Linked DNA regions of Zea mays: region 1 is linked to region 2. Evidence: chromatin contacts called from public Hi-C data. All regions are on one chromosome and are shown on one strand. Each heading gives the region's core, a stretch centred on a gene start, on an enhancer-like site or on the middle of the called end of the contact. The rest is flanking DNA. Distances are from core to core; before and after follow the strand shown. Region 1 has its middle 11 kb from the start of LOC100285834. Region 2 has its middle 45 kb from the start of LOC100193088.

The links. Hi-C and Micro-C count contacts between places; a contact is called where the count stands out from the background.
Region 1: a contact with region 2 is called in a Hi-C map of ear, with 2.0 times the contacts expected there. The contact joins two enhancer-like sites. A contact is called at or near these places in 3 of 25 Hi-C or Micro-C datasets (ear, leaf and root tip).

The regions. Positions count from the first base shown.
Region 1 is chr2:40,919,098-40,926,347 of Zm-B73-REFERENCE-NAM-5.0, forward strand. No RefSeq gene overlaps it. Among protein-coding and RNA genes, the nearest start is that of LOC100285834, 11 kb to the right of the region's middle. Within about 2 kb of position 5,769, at least 11 of the 20 cell types and tissues checked have an H3K27ac peak or open chromatin away from gene starts, as enhancers often do. A contact at or near this core is called in ear, where this site is marked.
Region 2 is chr2:40,617,367-40,625,040 of Zm-B73-REFERENCE-NAM-5.0, forward strand. No RefSeq gene overlaps it. Among protein-coding and RNA genes, the nearest start is that of LOC100193088, 45 kb to the left of the region's middle. Within about 2 kb of position 1,850, at least 3 of the 20 cell types and tissues checked have an H3K27ac peak or open chromatin away from gene starts, as enhancers often do. A contact at or near this core is called in ear, where this site is marked.

The sequences.
Region 1 (7,250 bases), core at 4,519-7,018, 310 kb after region 2:
TATTTAGTATAATTTGAGGCCTTATCTGGTAACATACCAGCGATTTCGAACATCATGTTCACGAAACTTGACCACAAACTTGTGGTCTAGTTGTTTTTAAATTGCATAAAAAGCAAATGAAGTCGGAAAATCATGAAACTTGTCGAGATATCATGATACCATATGTGGAGGCTATGATAAAAAATTGACAATATTTCATATAAGTTTTTATGTACAATGCTTACAAACCAAAGAATTGAGAGAAAAGTTTAACGATTAATGTAGAGGCCGACTAGGTGGTAACTATCGTTCGTGTCAAACTTGTATGAAACATTGACAACTTTTTATCACAGCCTCCACATATGATATCATGACATCTCGACAAGTTTAATGATTTTCTGACTTTGTTTGATTTTTATACAATTAAAAAACAACTGGACCGTAAGTTTGTGGTCATGTTTCGTGAACATGATGTTTAAAATTTATAGTCTGTTACCTGATAAGGCCTCAAATTATGATAAATAACATGAATATCATTTTTCCATCATGCGAATGACTTGCAGTTCAAATTTGAATTATCAAAAGAAATTCAATTAAATGAAATAAATTGAGTAAATATAGCAAAAACTTCAAAAAATTTACCAAAACTTGACATGTAGTTCTAGGTGCTATAGAAACACATCATAAAAAGTTTGGAAGTAGAAAGAAAAGAAAAAAATATTATTTTATCGAGTGTCAAAATAAGACACTAGGTAAAATGCCTCTTTTTCTAGTGTTCTAGTTCGACACTAGGCAAATAGACCTTCTTTGCCGAGTGTCGAAGTCAGATACTCGGCAAAGTTAACGGTTGGTGGATGGTGTTAGCTGACGACACCAGTTTATCAAGTGTTTTTCTTTGTCTAGTGTGTGGCACTAGGCAAACTTCTGATTTGCCGAGCGTTTGTTTTTGCCTAGTGTCTGGCACTAGGTTCGATTTGCCCAGTGTTTTTACTTTGCCTAGTGGCGGACGCTCGGCAAACGACTGATTTGCTAGTGTCTTGGTTTGCCCAGCGTAACACTCGTCAAAGAAGATCTTTGCCTAGTGCCTGTGAATTCACGCTCGACAAAATATTTAGCGCTAGGCAAAGTTTGTCTCTCCCGTAGTGAATGTTGCCATTAAACTTTTTCTTAGATTTGGAATATGCTATTTTATACTGATTTCCCTGAATCACGTAGTCCAATCACGTAGTCCATGGGTAGGTATGTGTATTTTTTATTGTCCATCCTACCCAAAAGAAAATTAAAACTGACGGTTCTCGGTGGGAAACCGGTGATTTGTTTTTTTAAATAAGTTTTGAACAAAAAAAATTAAAACTGGTAAAAAAAATCAACGAAAACTATCAGTTTACCGTCGGAAATATCTAAAACCCCGATTTATTTGAATTTATGAATACAAACCGGTTAAAAGTTTAAAACTGCCAACTGACATAAAAACCGATCGAAAATTAATAGCGGTTTACCGGTGGTTTTTAGCGGTAAACTGGTGATTTGAATTTCAAAAGGCAAACGGGTCGGTTTTGTCGACTTTTAGCGGTGGTTGCCGGTGGACAATATGAACATGCTTATAAAAATACACATACATGATTCAATATAAAATAACATACGTATTTCAAATCTAATAAGAAGTTTAATGGCAATATTACCAGCCAAATAAGTTCAATGACATATATGAAAACCAGAACGCACAACTAATTAACCCAACATACAAAGTACACACAAGACAAAATGCGGATTTTAAAGCAGGCATATGCGCTAGCTGGTGCTTTGATGGTGATGGCTAGGGCTGATTGTTGTCCTCGTCTTGCCCCTCCTTGGGCAGCTCATTTAGGTCGAAGTCCCGCGACTCAGGCTCAAGCACTGGCGCAGGCAGCGCCGCTCTGGCCTGTTGCTTCTCCAGGAACCAGTGCTTCCGCTTGTGGCCGCCGAGCGCCTGGCCGGAGGAGAAGGTCTGGCTGCACTCGTCGCACTTGTGCTGCAGCGCCGAGGTCTGCGGCGTCGGCGCTCGCGCCGGTGGCGGCTGGGCGTCCTGGCGCTCGTGCAACGCGCCCTTGCCCGCGCCAGCGCTGGCGGGGATGATGACGTCTCCGTTGCTGGCGCTCTGGTCGCGATGCGCCAATATGTTGCGCTTGTCCATAGCCTGGGCCGCGGCGAGGTCGTCGTGCCGCGCGCTGGTGGTCTTGTTCTTGACGTGGCTGGCCATGTGGCCTCCTAGGGCTTGGTGAGTGGAGAACGACTTGCTGCAGGTCGGGCACGTGTGCTTCTTGCCCGACGCCGGCGACGGTATGCGCCTCGCCGGCGGCGTTCGGACGGTGCCTTCTGGAGGCGGCGGCGGCGACATCGATGCTACTGTCTGCTCGGAATTGACCCGGCGCTTCTTGGCCTTCTTGTCGCCGGCGCCAGAGCCGAGGCTCGGGAAGATGGCCTTGTTCGCCGGAACCATGATCGTCAGGACAGTTTCTGTGGTAATCACCAGCTCCGTGACCTGTTTGGCTGCCGGCGTTTGGGACTCAGCGCTGATCAGCTCCAGTGCATTCTCCAGTTGAACGATCTGCGCGGCTTCCGGAATTTGTTGCCCTGCAGGCTGGTGCTGAAGCATAAGCTCCTCGACATCCGACGTCTGGATCTGGTGGCCAGAGACGGCATCGGGCGCATGCACCGGTTCCTGAGCAGGCTGCTGCTGCTGGGTTTCGGACGACGTGCGGCTCATCTCCAATAGGATCATCGCAGCCTCCTTCTCCTCCTCCTCCTCCTCCTCCTCCTCCATACCAGTCGCAGCCTCCTCCTGCTCCTCCTCGCTGCAGCTGGTCGCCTGCATCGGCGCCACGGGCGTGCGCCTGCGCTTCGCCTTGGCCGGCCACTTGGTCCCGGCCTCCTCCCACGGCTTCTTCTCCTCGTCCGCCATGTTGAGGGCCAGGAAAACAGACTCCTTCCGTGGCACCTTCTTGGTCGGCTCGTTGTCTCCAGCCACGGCCGCGGCGGCGCTGATCGTCGCCGGCGTGGGACGGGTGGCCCCCTTGTAGCCCCTATCCGGGTGTTTCCTAAGGTGCCCGAACATGGCCTTCAACGACGTGAACCACTTATGGCACTCGGGGCACTTAGCATAGGTGTTGCCGGTTGTCCCCATCGACGGAGCAAGGCCACTGCCTTGGCGCCGCGGCAGATCGTCAGCCGTACCTTGGCCTTGGATCTTCCGCAGCGGAGCCTGCGGGGTGGCCTCCGTCTGGCCGTCTTCTGCGGGATGGACTCGAACCGCCCCCGCGGCCTCATAGGCCTGGAGCTGGAGCTGGGAGTTCATGATGGGGTCCACCGTTGCTGAGCAGAGCGAGAGGAGTTGCGGTGCTGCTGCTGGGTATCTGTTTCGGTCGAGGCGCCGATCGAGCCGACCTTCCTTATGATCTGAGAGTAGTCCTTTCTCCTTTGTCACCTGGAGAAGAAAATAAAGTGAGTGAAACACATGAGACGACGGATTAACGGGGTATTTGAATGTACTAGAGCTAATATTTAGTTGTTCAAATTAGCTAGAGACATTCAAACACCACTCTAGCTAATAGTTCAACTATTAACTATTTTTAGTAAATTCGTTAATATTTAGCTAGCTATTATTAGTTAGCTAATTCCACTAGTATTTTTTAGTCAACTAACTATTAGCTCTAATGTATTCAAACACCCCTAAGATAAATAGAATGGATTAAAATACTAGCAGAAAGGTGTAGTTGGTTTTTTAGATGGTTAGAAAACTAAGAGAATGTTTAAATGCACTAAAACTAATAGTAAGTTGGCTAAAAATTGTTAGTGGAATTAGCTAGCTAACAAATAGCTACCTAATTATTAACTAATTACTAAAAATAGCTAATAGCTGAACTATTAGCTAGGGTGTTTGGATGTCTCAACTAATTTTAGTCATTAACTATTAGCTCTAGTACATTCAAACATTCCCTAAGCATAAAATAATAGGCAAGGTAAGTACTATACAACTATACAAGTGCAACATTAATCTTTCCATTTACAAAGCACCCAAAAGAAGAACCGAATTAAACCCCAGTGCACAGCGAGACAGTGAAGGCAAACACATTGGTGCAATGGTGTGGGGATCAGTGAAATGGCTGATAGAATGCAGTACAAACGTCAAACGATATTTAGAAAAGTAAGAGGGAAATTCCATGTACTGAACTACTGTGGTGACAGGAGATCTTTGCAGCCTTTGTATCCTCTTTTGTGCCAAAAGAGTACCAGAAGCCCAGAGATAAGAACTAGCAGTACACTACTACTCCTAATACCTGAAGTCTATGTACTCCTAGCTGCTACTCCCCTGCAGGATATTGTGGAAAGCAAAACAACTGTTGTTTTTCAGTTTGCGCAAGAGAAGAAAGCTGGACGATCGCATTATTGCTGAAGTAATAGAAAGCACTAGTACTAGCACTACATGACTTACAAAATATCATGTTTTCTGTTTAAATTCCGGGGCGAAAACGGCAAGCAAGGGAAGGATCATGCACGCGACTAGCTAGATCGTTTCCAAACGGGAGTAGATCGATCTGTGAAAACAAGAGGAAACAAATATCCGACTAACATGGAAGCCGTAGATGTCGTAGGCGACAGTACTGAAGGAAAGTAACCGACTAATTAACCGGGCGGCGCATGCATATATCTAGCGCCAGCAGACTGATGGAAATCAAGCGCGAGCAAGGAAAGAAATAAATCGTCCTAGCTCCATACTGATGGCGGAAACAGATCCAGCGCGCGCCAGCATATTGCGAGTTGCGACGGCTAGCTCAGATGAACATAAAGATAGAACAGCAGATGAGGAGCTGGTGTGGTGACTGTGTGGAACCAGAAATGCCATCTGCACTGCATCTGGTTAAATAAAGAGGAAAAAAAGAGGATAAAAAAAAATCTCGCGCTGCTCTACTACTTTCTCACCTCAATAGCAGTAACTGTAGTACGTATCTAGAGCATGGGTACACGAGATTAGAAAAACAGGAGCGGAGGGAGAGGCAGGAAAACGAAAACGATAATCTCGCCCAAATCCGAAGAACTTGATCAATTACCGGCCCCCACGCGCGCAGCACAAGGAGCTGACGACAGGAGTCAGGAATACAGGGAGAATGAACACAAACGAACAATCCACGCAGCGCGCAACGAACCATAGCTAGCTAGAAGCTGAGAGGAATATAGGGCGAACGAAAACAAATCAAATCCGCACAACGAAACGAACCGCGTGCATACAGCAGCGCAGGATATATAACAACCATATATACCTAGCAGCCGGAGCGCGGTTCCATCATCAAGCGCCGCACCAGACAGACACATCACGCGCGCGCCGCACTATAGCTTCGTCCCAGCGAAAACCTAGCTAGCCCCAGCGCGCTACCGGCAGGACGGACGACGAGGGTTTGTCGTCGGGGAGGTGGAAAGAGATCGAGAGGGAGGAAGGAGGAGGCGGTGGGCGAGAGAAGGTGGGATCGATCGGTCTCACCTCTTTCGGAGATGAGCTGAAATCCGCGCGCGGGTGGTATGGTGTGGAGGGCTGCAGGAGGCAGGCGTGGAGTAGAGTAGTAGAGGGAGCTGGCCTGGGCTCTTGTCCTTCCTTTTTGTAACGGCCAGGCAGGAGGAAGAGGAAGCAGATGTGTTGGTGTTGGGAGAGAGAGTCACGCACGCACGCACGCACCTATCAGCCTTCGCTCCCTCACCTCAACTCGCGGCAGTGGGGCCCATCCTAGCACTGCCATCTCTTCTCGCGTCCCAGACTGAGAAGGCGCTATGCGGGAAAGCGCGTGGCACGCAGCAGCGCCGCCGCAGATAGTGGCTGGGGTACGTGGTGGGTACCGTCCGATTGGGAAGCTAGCCCGGGTTCTGGAAATTCAGGCGTACGGAAGCAAGTGAAACAAACTAATCACTACTGTTTGGGAATGCAGTTTTGAAATACTATAGTTTTGAGATACTATAGTTTACAATTGTACATAACATAAATACTACGGTATTGTTTGACCACAGTAAAACTACAGTATTGCTCAAAACCGAGATCTTTTTGGTTTTATTGGAAAAACAAAGTATATGTAGAGAGAAGAGAAGAAAACTGAGGTCCTGAGTGGAGTTTCGAAAACTCCAAAAATAACACAGTTTTGGGCAAACCATAGTATTTAAAACTGAGTTTTGACTGTACAAACCAAACACCTTTTGAGCTCCAATACTATAGTATCATCAAATACTATAGTATTGTTTCAAAACTGCAAAAATACTATAGTTCCAAACAGGGCCTGATATGTTATTAGAGGCTGGGTTTTCAAAAATTAGGCGTATAGACGCGCACTGACAAGCTCAAACCGTGGAGGTAAAACAAACTGACCAGCCTTATACCATCTTTAATTCTGCTTTGCTTGCTACGCATGCATCCTTTGGTTATTTTTGTTCCAATTTTATACATTGAGAGTAAGAACTTCTACCGGTATATAATAGTTACCTTGGAGTAATTCAAGAGAAGCTCTATAGTCGATCGATCGATTATGTAGGGCCTGTTTGGAGGCTGACGTCCAGTGCCACACCCCGCCTAAGGTGCGGCGGCCGATTCGGCCGCCACAACTGCGGCGCGCGGCGTGTGGCGTGGCGTGGTGTTAGCGGCAGTAATCCAAACACGCCCGTAGTACTCTCCAAGCGCGCGTAGGAGGACGACAGGACGGCGGGCCGGGGTGTGCTGGCGCTGCGGAAGCCGGAAGGGAGCCGCCCGGAGAGCTCCTCACGCACATCTGGGCTCTCGGAGATGCTCTCGTGTAAGCTTTGGAGCTGATGAGATCCATGGCGGTCACCACGGAGCGGGCGAAATGCAAGATAAGTGTTCTCCTTGACCCTGATCTTTTCTGCGATTTGGGGGGGAATACGTCATCTCTAAGCAATCTCGGCTGGGATGCTGGAAGTAGTTCTTCTCAGTTCACCCCTCCGGTTTTATCTGATCTGTGTTCTAGCCATGAATCTCATCTTGATGAAGATCTTGATTCTGAGTCACGTGGTTTGGAACAAGGAAATCAATCTGTTTCTGCTATTCAGTCATCTACGCGGAAGGAATCTGGTGTTTTGGCTGGGCATCCAGCAAAACAATTCGAATTTCCTGCCGGTAATGTCATTGTGAATACGGAGACAAAGCCAATCCATAATGTTCCATTACGGTCTGGGGCTAATGGCCGTCAGGTGGGGCGCGTGGCCTTTGGCATGCCCTTTCCGCGTCGGACAGTTTCGAT
Region 2 (7,674 bases), core at 600-3,099:
TGGCCTGTTGCTTCTCCAGGGACCAGTGCTTCCGCTTGTGGCCGCCTAGCGCCTGGCCGGAGGAGAAGGTCTTTGTGCACTCGTCGCACTTGTGCGGAGCCGAGGTCTGCGGCGGCGTCGGCGCTCGCGCCGGTGGTGGCGGCTGGGCGTCCTGCCGCTCCTGCAACGCGCCGCCCTTGCCCGCGCCATCATCGCTGGCGGGGATGATGTCGACGTCGCCGTTGCCGGCGCTCTGGTCGCTATGCGCCAAGACGTCGGGCTTGATCATAGCGTGGGCCGCGGCGTGGTCGTCGTGCCGCGCGCTGGTGGTCTTGTTCTTGACGTGGCTGGCCATGTGGCCGCCTAGGGCTTGATGGGTGGAGAACGACTTGTGGCACGTCGGGCACGTGTGCATCTTGCCCGACGCCGGAGATGGTATGCGCCTCGCCGGTGGCGTTCGGACGGCGCCTTCCGGAGGTGGCGGCGACGTCGTCGATGCAGCGGTACGCCCGGGATTCCTGACCCAGCGCTTCTTGGGCTTCTTGTCGCCGGCGCCAGAGTTGAGGCTGGGGAAGATGGCCTTGTTCGCCGGAACCATGATAAGAACAGCTTCCACCAGGTCCGTGACATGTTTGGCTACCGACGTCTGGGACTCAGCGCTGAGCTCCAGGGCATTCTCCGGAGTCTGCTGCTGCATAAGCTCCTCGACAACCGACGTCGTCTGGATCTGGTGGCCAGAGACGGCGTAGGGGGAACGCACCGGTTCCACAGGCTGCTGCCGCTGCTGGGTTTCGGACGACGTGCGGCTCATCTCCAATAGGATCATCGCAGCCTCCTCCTCCATCGCAGCCTCCTCCTCCTCGCTGATGCTGCTCGCTTGCATCGGTGCCACGGACGTGCGCCCGCGCTTCGCCTTGGCTGGCCACTTGGTCTCGGCCTCCTCCCACGGCTGCTTCTGCACTGCCGACGCAGCAGCGGCCACCATGTTGATGGCCACTACAACAGACTCCTTCCGCGGAACCTTATTGGTCGGCTCGTTGTCTCCAGCCACAGCCACGGCCACGGCCGCGGCGGCGCTGATCGTCGCCGGCGTCGGACGGGTGGCCCCCCTGTAGTCCCTATCCGGGTGTTGCCTAAGGTGCCCGCACATGGCCTTCAACGACGGGAACCACTTGGGGCACTCGGGGCACTTGGTAGCGTTGCCGGTCGTTGTCCCCATCGACCGAGCAAGGCCACTGCCTTGGCCTTGGATCTTCAGCAGCGGAGCCTTCGGGGTGGCCTCCGGCTCGCCGTCTTCTCCGGCATGTACTGGAGCCGCCGCCTCAGCGGCCTGGAGCTGAAGCTGGAGCGCCCGTGAGTTCATGATGAGGTCCGTCGTTGCTGATCAGAGCGAGAGTTGTGGTGCTAGCTGCTGCTGGATGGTGCTGGTGCGCAGGCAGGTGGCTGTATCTGTTTCGATCGAGGCGCCGAGCAAATAGTAACCGAAATAGGAGTCTGCTGGAACTCAAAGGGTCCCCCGACCCTATCCCTATGCGTCTGATCTGACAGTAGTCCTTTAATTTCTCCTTTGTCACCTGGATAAAAATAAAATAAAGTGAGCAAAACACACGAGACAGCCTAAGATAAATAGAATGAATTAAATACTAGCAGAAAGGCATAGTTAGTTTTTTGAGATGGTAGAAAAAAGGAAGCATAAAATAATAGGCAAGGTAAGTACTGTACTATACAAGTGCAACATTAATCTTTCCAATTACAAAGCACCCAAAAGAAGAACCGAATTAAACCAGACAGTGAAGGCAACACATTGGTGCAATGCCAATGGTGTGGGGGATCAGTGAAAGTAGCCATAGGCCTATAGTAGGGACTAGCTAGGGAGGGAGGTAGCAGCTGCTGGCCTCACCAAAGAGAATGCAGTACAACTGTACAAACATCAAACGGTGTTTAGAAAAAGATGGAAATTCCATGTACTGGCTGACTACTGATGTGACAGGGGATCTTGCAGCCTTTGTATCCTCTTTTGTGCCAAAAGAGAACCAGAAGCCCGCCGGCCAGAGATAAGAACTAGTAGTACTTCTACTGCCTGCAGTGTACTCCTACTACTCCAGGCATGCAGCTACCACTGCCACCCCTGCAGGATTGGGGAAATAAAGAAGAGCTTGGACGATCGCATTATCGTTGCATAGCACCCTGCTGAAGTAGTAGAAAGTACTAGTAGCTAGTAGCACTACACTTGATGACAAAAATACCATGCGTTCTGTTTAAATCCCTGGGCGAAAACGGCAAGCAATAAGGCAAGGATCATGCACGACTGGATCGTTTCCAAACGGGAGGAGATCCGTGAAGTGCGAAAAACAAGGAATGAAATATCCGTTGGCATGCAGAATGATGTGATCCCTGGTGATGACTAGCGTACGAAGTTGCATAAGATCATACCCATGACCTATAAAAATGCGCTATAATTTAAAAATAAATATATTTTATAGGATTTAGGGCACCAACAAATCATTTCCCCTACGGCAGCAAAGCCTCAAATTTAGGTTATAGGTCAGCCTACTACGACCTAGTATATTTGGGGCACTTGATTAGCTACACTATAATTTGTTTACCAAATTTTGTAAAATAAGGCACTGGAGTAGTTTTCTCATTAGTAGAGTTTCATATTTCAATTTGGGTCACCAGCTTGAGATATTGTTGGAGATGATCTAAACAAGGGACGATCTATATATATGTAGGCGGTCCGGTGCTGACGGAGGAAATCAAGCGCCCGAGCAAGGAAAGAAAGAAATCATCTCCATGATGCATGTGCTGCATGCATTGCGACGGCTAGCTAGCTCCTCGGATGAAAAAAATAAAGATAGAACAGCAGATGAGGAACAGGTGACTTAATTAGCTGTCTGGAACCAGAAATCCCAACTGCATCTCTGCAAAATAAAGGGGGAAAAAATGGAGCTGAAAAAGGAACCGATACCGGACTCAGCGGCGATCGACGACGACGACTGAAAAGAGGATAAAAGAAAAAAAAAATCTCGAGCTGCTCTACCTTCTCACCTCAGTAGTAGTAGTACGTACCTATCTAGAGCCATGTCTACAAGAGATCAGTAAAAATAGGAGCGGAGAGAAATTAAGAGAGGGGGCAGGAAAACGAGGATCTCGCACAAGAAGAAGCTGACGACGGGAATATTGTAGGGCGAACGAACACAAATCAACAATCCACACAACAACAGAAGCGCAACGAAAGAAAATTAAACAAATCAATCCACCACAATAACGAAACGACGAACACGCACGAATGCATATATACAGCAGCGCGCAGCATAACATCCATAGCTAGCAGCCGGATCGCGGTTTCGTCGTCACTGCCGCCTCAGACCTCTCACGCGCCGCACTGCTAGCTTTTCCCGGCGAAAACCTAGCTAGCCCCGAGCTATACTATACCGGCCGGCGGGACGACGACGACGAGGTTTCGATCGATTGCCGTCGGCGAGGTGGAAAGAGAGAGTAGTGTGGGAATAAGGTAGGAGGAAGGGGGGCGGTAGGTGAGGGAAGGGAAGGGATGGATTGATCTCACCTCTTCTGGATGGAGATGAGCTGAAATCCGCTGGTTCGGTATGGTGTGGAGGAGCTTCCGTGGAGTAGAGAGGGAGCTGGCCGGGCTCTTCTCCTTCCTTATGTAACCGCCTGCAGGGGGGGAAGCCTCCGATTAAGCCTTCGGGCCTATCCTGGTAGTAGGCACTGGACAAGCACACTGCGCCGCGTTTCGCGTTCGGCCGTGGATAGAACTGGACTGTGGATGGTCAGGGAACCGCTTGATATCGGAGCGAAAAACATGCAGCGCGCGCCTTCGCTGGTAATAACCTGATTAACCTCCGATCCATCAGGGAGGCGGCGCCAGACGGTAGCCATCCAATCGTCCAGGTTTCGAAAATCTAGCGTACAGAAGAAATCGGTTAGTCTCTCTCTGGGTACGAAAAATTATACGGAAGCTGCACTAGTATGTAAAGCAACCCGTACATGATAGTAGTTCTCTTATTATCTTCTTTCGAGCAGATAACTGTTACCGTTAACCAGCAGTTTTTAGTCTTTAATCGGAACCCTAGGAACACCTACGGTCCTGGCAGCGACGGTCCTGAGATTTTAGAGGCCCGGAACAAGTTTTAAAATAGAGGTTCTTCTAATTTTTTTTATATATGCATGTTACCAATATAAGCACTCAATGTACATCTAAAAAAATATTCATATCAAATAACAAATAAATTTAAAAAGTATATATTATAATATTATACCTTAAAAGTTTCTTCTAACATGCTTAGATATGATCGAGATATGAATACATTGTGGTTGTTAACACTTCACCGCTCAACTAGTAGACCATAAATCGATAGTCTATCCAATATAAATATATATCTAGGGTTGGATCCTTTAAAAATCGAGAGCCTGAGGCGATCGCCCCGACCACCGCTCTAGAACATTTCTACACTATATATGGTCTAGTTTGGCAACTTCATTACAAGGATTCTCATTTTCTAAAGAGAAAATGAACTAATTTTCCTTTTGAAAATGGAAATCTCTTGTAAAAAATAATATAAGGCTGCCAAACTAGCTAGCTCTAAGATATTTTATTTTTTTACAGTTCTAATGATACATTTAGAAAAGGCCAAAACATATATACGAGTAATAAACTAGCTAGTGTTTGACCTTTAAATTCCTCACGCCACATCCATACTGCACGCCTTTGACACAACTCGGTGAACTCCATGCAACCTGCAGGACATTCGTGTTTGGAGCCGACGGGGTACATGAGAGTTCAGAGCATTACACATGCTATACATAAACCAGATACCGAGACACGCCACTTCGTGTTCCGAAGCAAGATCACACAGAAATAGCTGGAAATAATGGAACCGTGACCTCCTAACGTACAAGAGTTAATTAGTTGTGTGCCGCTACACGGTAAAACATAACATTTTCGATGGCCAAAGTCGTCGGCAATAAGCACTAAGCCGTCGGAAATAAGGCCGAAGGCTTATCTCCGACGACACCCATCCCTCGGCCATAACAGGTCGGAAATAGCCTTATTTCCGCGGTAACGTTTTTAACGGTCGTTGGCGGGACCCACAGCGTTTATGTCCGACAGCCTAAGGAAACCGTTAGAGATAATGAAACCTTATGTCCGATGGCTTCCCGAGGCCGTCGGACATAATGAAACTTTATGTCCGATGGCTTCCTTAGGCCGTCGGACATGATGTATTTCAGCGCTTGCAAAAGAACCTATTTTTTATAAATTCCTGACATTTACAGAGAAAAATCATAGATTTCATATATATACACAGATTTCATATACATCCACATATTCACAATCACAATTACATTCACAAAAATCAATTCACATAAGTATTCACATTCACAAACATATAGTCTCAAATAGTTGCAACAAGTCTTTTACATCAACATATAGTTCCAAATTAAACACCGATATAATTCGACACATAGTCTTTGACATGAACGGTGACATAGTTCCGAATCAAACATATTTTATGAATTGTCACTCATATCCGTCACCTGGATGGTTCGAGTTATAGCCACTTCCTTCGGCTGAACTCTGGGTGTTGAAAATGTCGTTGACCCAAGAACTCGATGCGTCATCTTGACCAGACACATCTCTAGGTGCGGCAACTGAAGCGGGAGGTGTCTGAAATCCCTATAACACACGCACATGAAATATTAACCACTAAATTTTTCATTTTAACACATAAGACATCTATGAACATGTCACACACGCATATATGTACATACAACAGGGAATTGTGACGGAGGCGGAGGTGGAGGCGACAACATTGGCATCGGCAGTGCAAAGTCCAGAGGCGACATCCCATATGTCGGCATCGGGACGCCCGCTTGTTGTGCTAGTTGCTACAAATTATATACAAGCCATTGTTGAGAAAATAAGGTACACATCATGTGTTTTTAGTTGTTACGAATAAAATGTTACTTCAACTTACCGATAGTAGAGCTTGATTATGGGCCTGGAGGTTTGAATAATACTCGTCCTTCTTATTTTGGTACTCAGCTTGGTGCCTCTGGTAGTCCATTTTTTCCCTCAAAACCGATTGATGATACTCTGCCTGTTGACGCCACACTGCAATCTGTATCTCTTGGGTGGATGATCGAGAATGGGACGACTGCAAAGACGAGGATGTGGAGTGTAGTCCAGAGCGTCTTAGCTCCCTAGAATCAATCGTAGAATCAAAAATACCCAACCTACAAGAGTGAATCATGCACTTAGTAGAGTAAATCATGGACTCAGTTCAATCGCAAGCATATGAGAACAAATTCAAAATCCAAATCAAATACTCTCACCATCCATGGGCTTGTCCTCGTGCGCTAGCATATGCTGCCTGAGGGTCGATTGGCTGGCTCCTCCAATCGTAGTCCTGTCCATGGCGTTGAACCATCTCCTGCCCATACGAAGCTTGGAGGCAAACATACCAAATATAAGTACATCACCAAGTTGATGCACAAACATATAATAGAGTACCAAAAACTCATTAGACGGTCGGTGGCTGTCTGAGTGCATAAAACATCAGGATTCTGAGGATCAGAACCCCTATGCCCTTGCATATACACCTCCACATCCGTGGGTGTACGACCAGATTTGACTTCCTATACATACAAGTTAGAATGACACATTTCTATGTAATTCGAAGTTACAACATACTATGACATATCATTCGCTTAGCCAAGCGCACATGCCCAAAGCCACCGTAGTTGTGGAACGACTCAGTACCACGGTTTCCCCTATTCCTTTCGGAAATGGCACGAAACTCAGGGGAAGCCCACCACCTGCACAAGGCCGGATAACCCTCTGATCGGGTGGCCATCCACGGCATAAACACCTACATGAAATGATTTTCAATCAAGCAAATAGATGGAATAACATGTACCATGAAAGGGAAATAAGGTTAACCTTTTCCCACAATTAATGTTGGTGGTTGAATGCCCAACACAAATAATGGACTAACTAGTTTGCTCTACAATATATGTTCTACAGGTGCATACGGGTTCATACAAACCAATAAATATACAACATAGGGTTCAAATACAAAGGAGCAAAGAAACCGAGTGTTCCCTGGTCTAGCGCACCGGACTGTCCGGTGTGCCACCGGACAATGTCCGGTGCGCCACCAGTCTGTGTCCGGTGCACCAGGGTCGTATAGAAACGAACTGGCCACTCTCGGGTTTCTTCAGGCACCCTCCGCTAAAAATCACCGGACTGTCCGGTGTGGCACCTGACTGTCAGGTGCACCAGCGGAGCAACGGCTATCCAGCACAACTGTCGACTACAAAAGCACGGTGATCAGATGAACAATGAAGAACAGTGCGTGCAGAGTCAGAACCGCTTGTCAGAGTCGCACCGGACAGTGAATAGTACCTGTCCGGTACGACACCGGACTGTCCGGTGCCACTAAAGGACAAAGCCTCCAATGGTCAAATGCTCCAGAACCCTAACGGTTGGCTGACGCACCGGACTGTCCGGTGCGCCCATCGACAGCAGCCTACCCCAATGGTTGTTTGGTGGTTGAGGGCTATAAATACCCCCAACCACCACCACTCAAACTATCCAAGCATTCGACACATTGCATTCAATACAAGAGCAATAGACTCCACTCCAAAGACACAATTCAAGTGATCGATCCG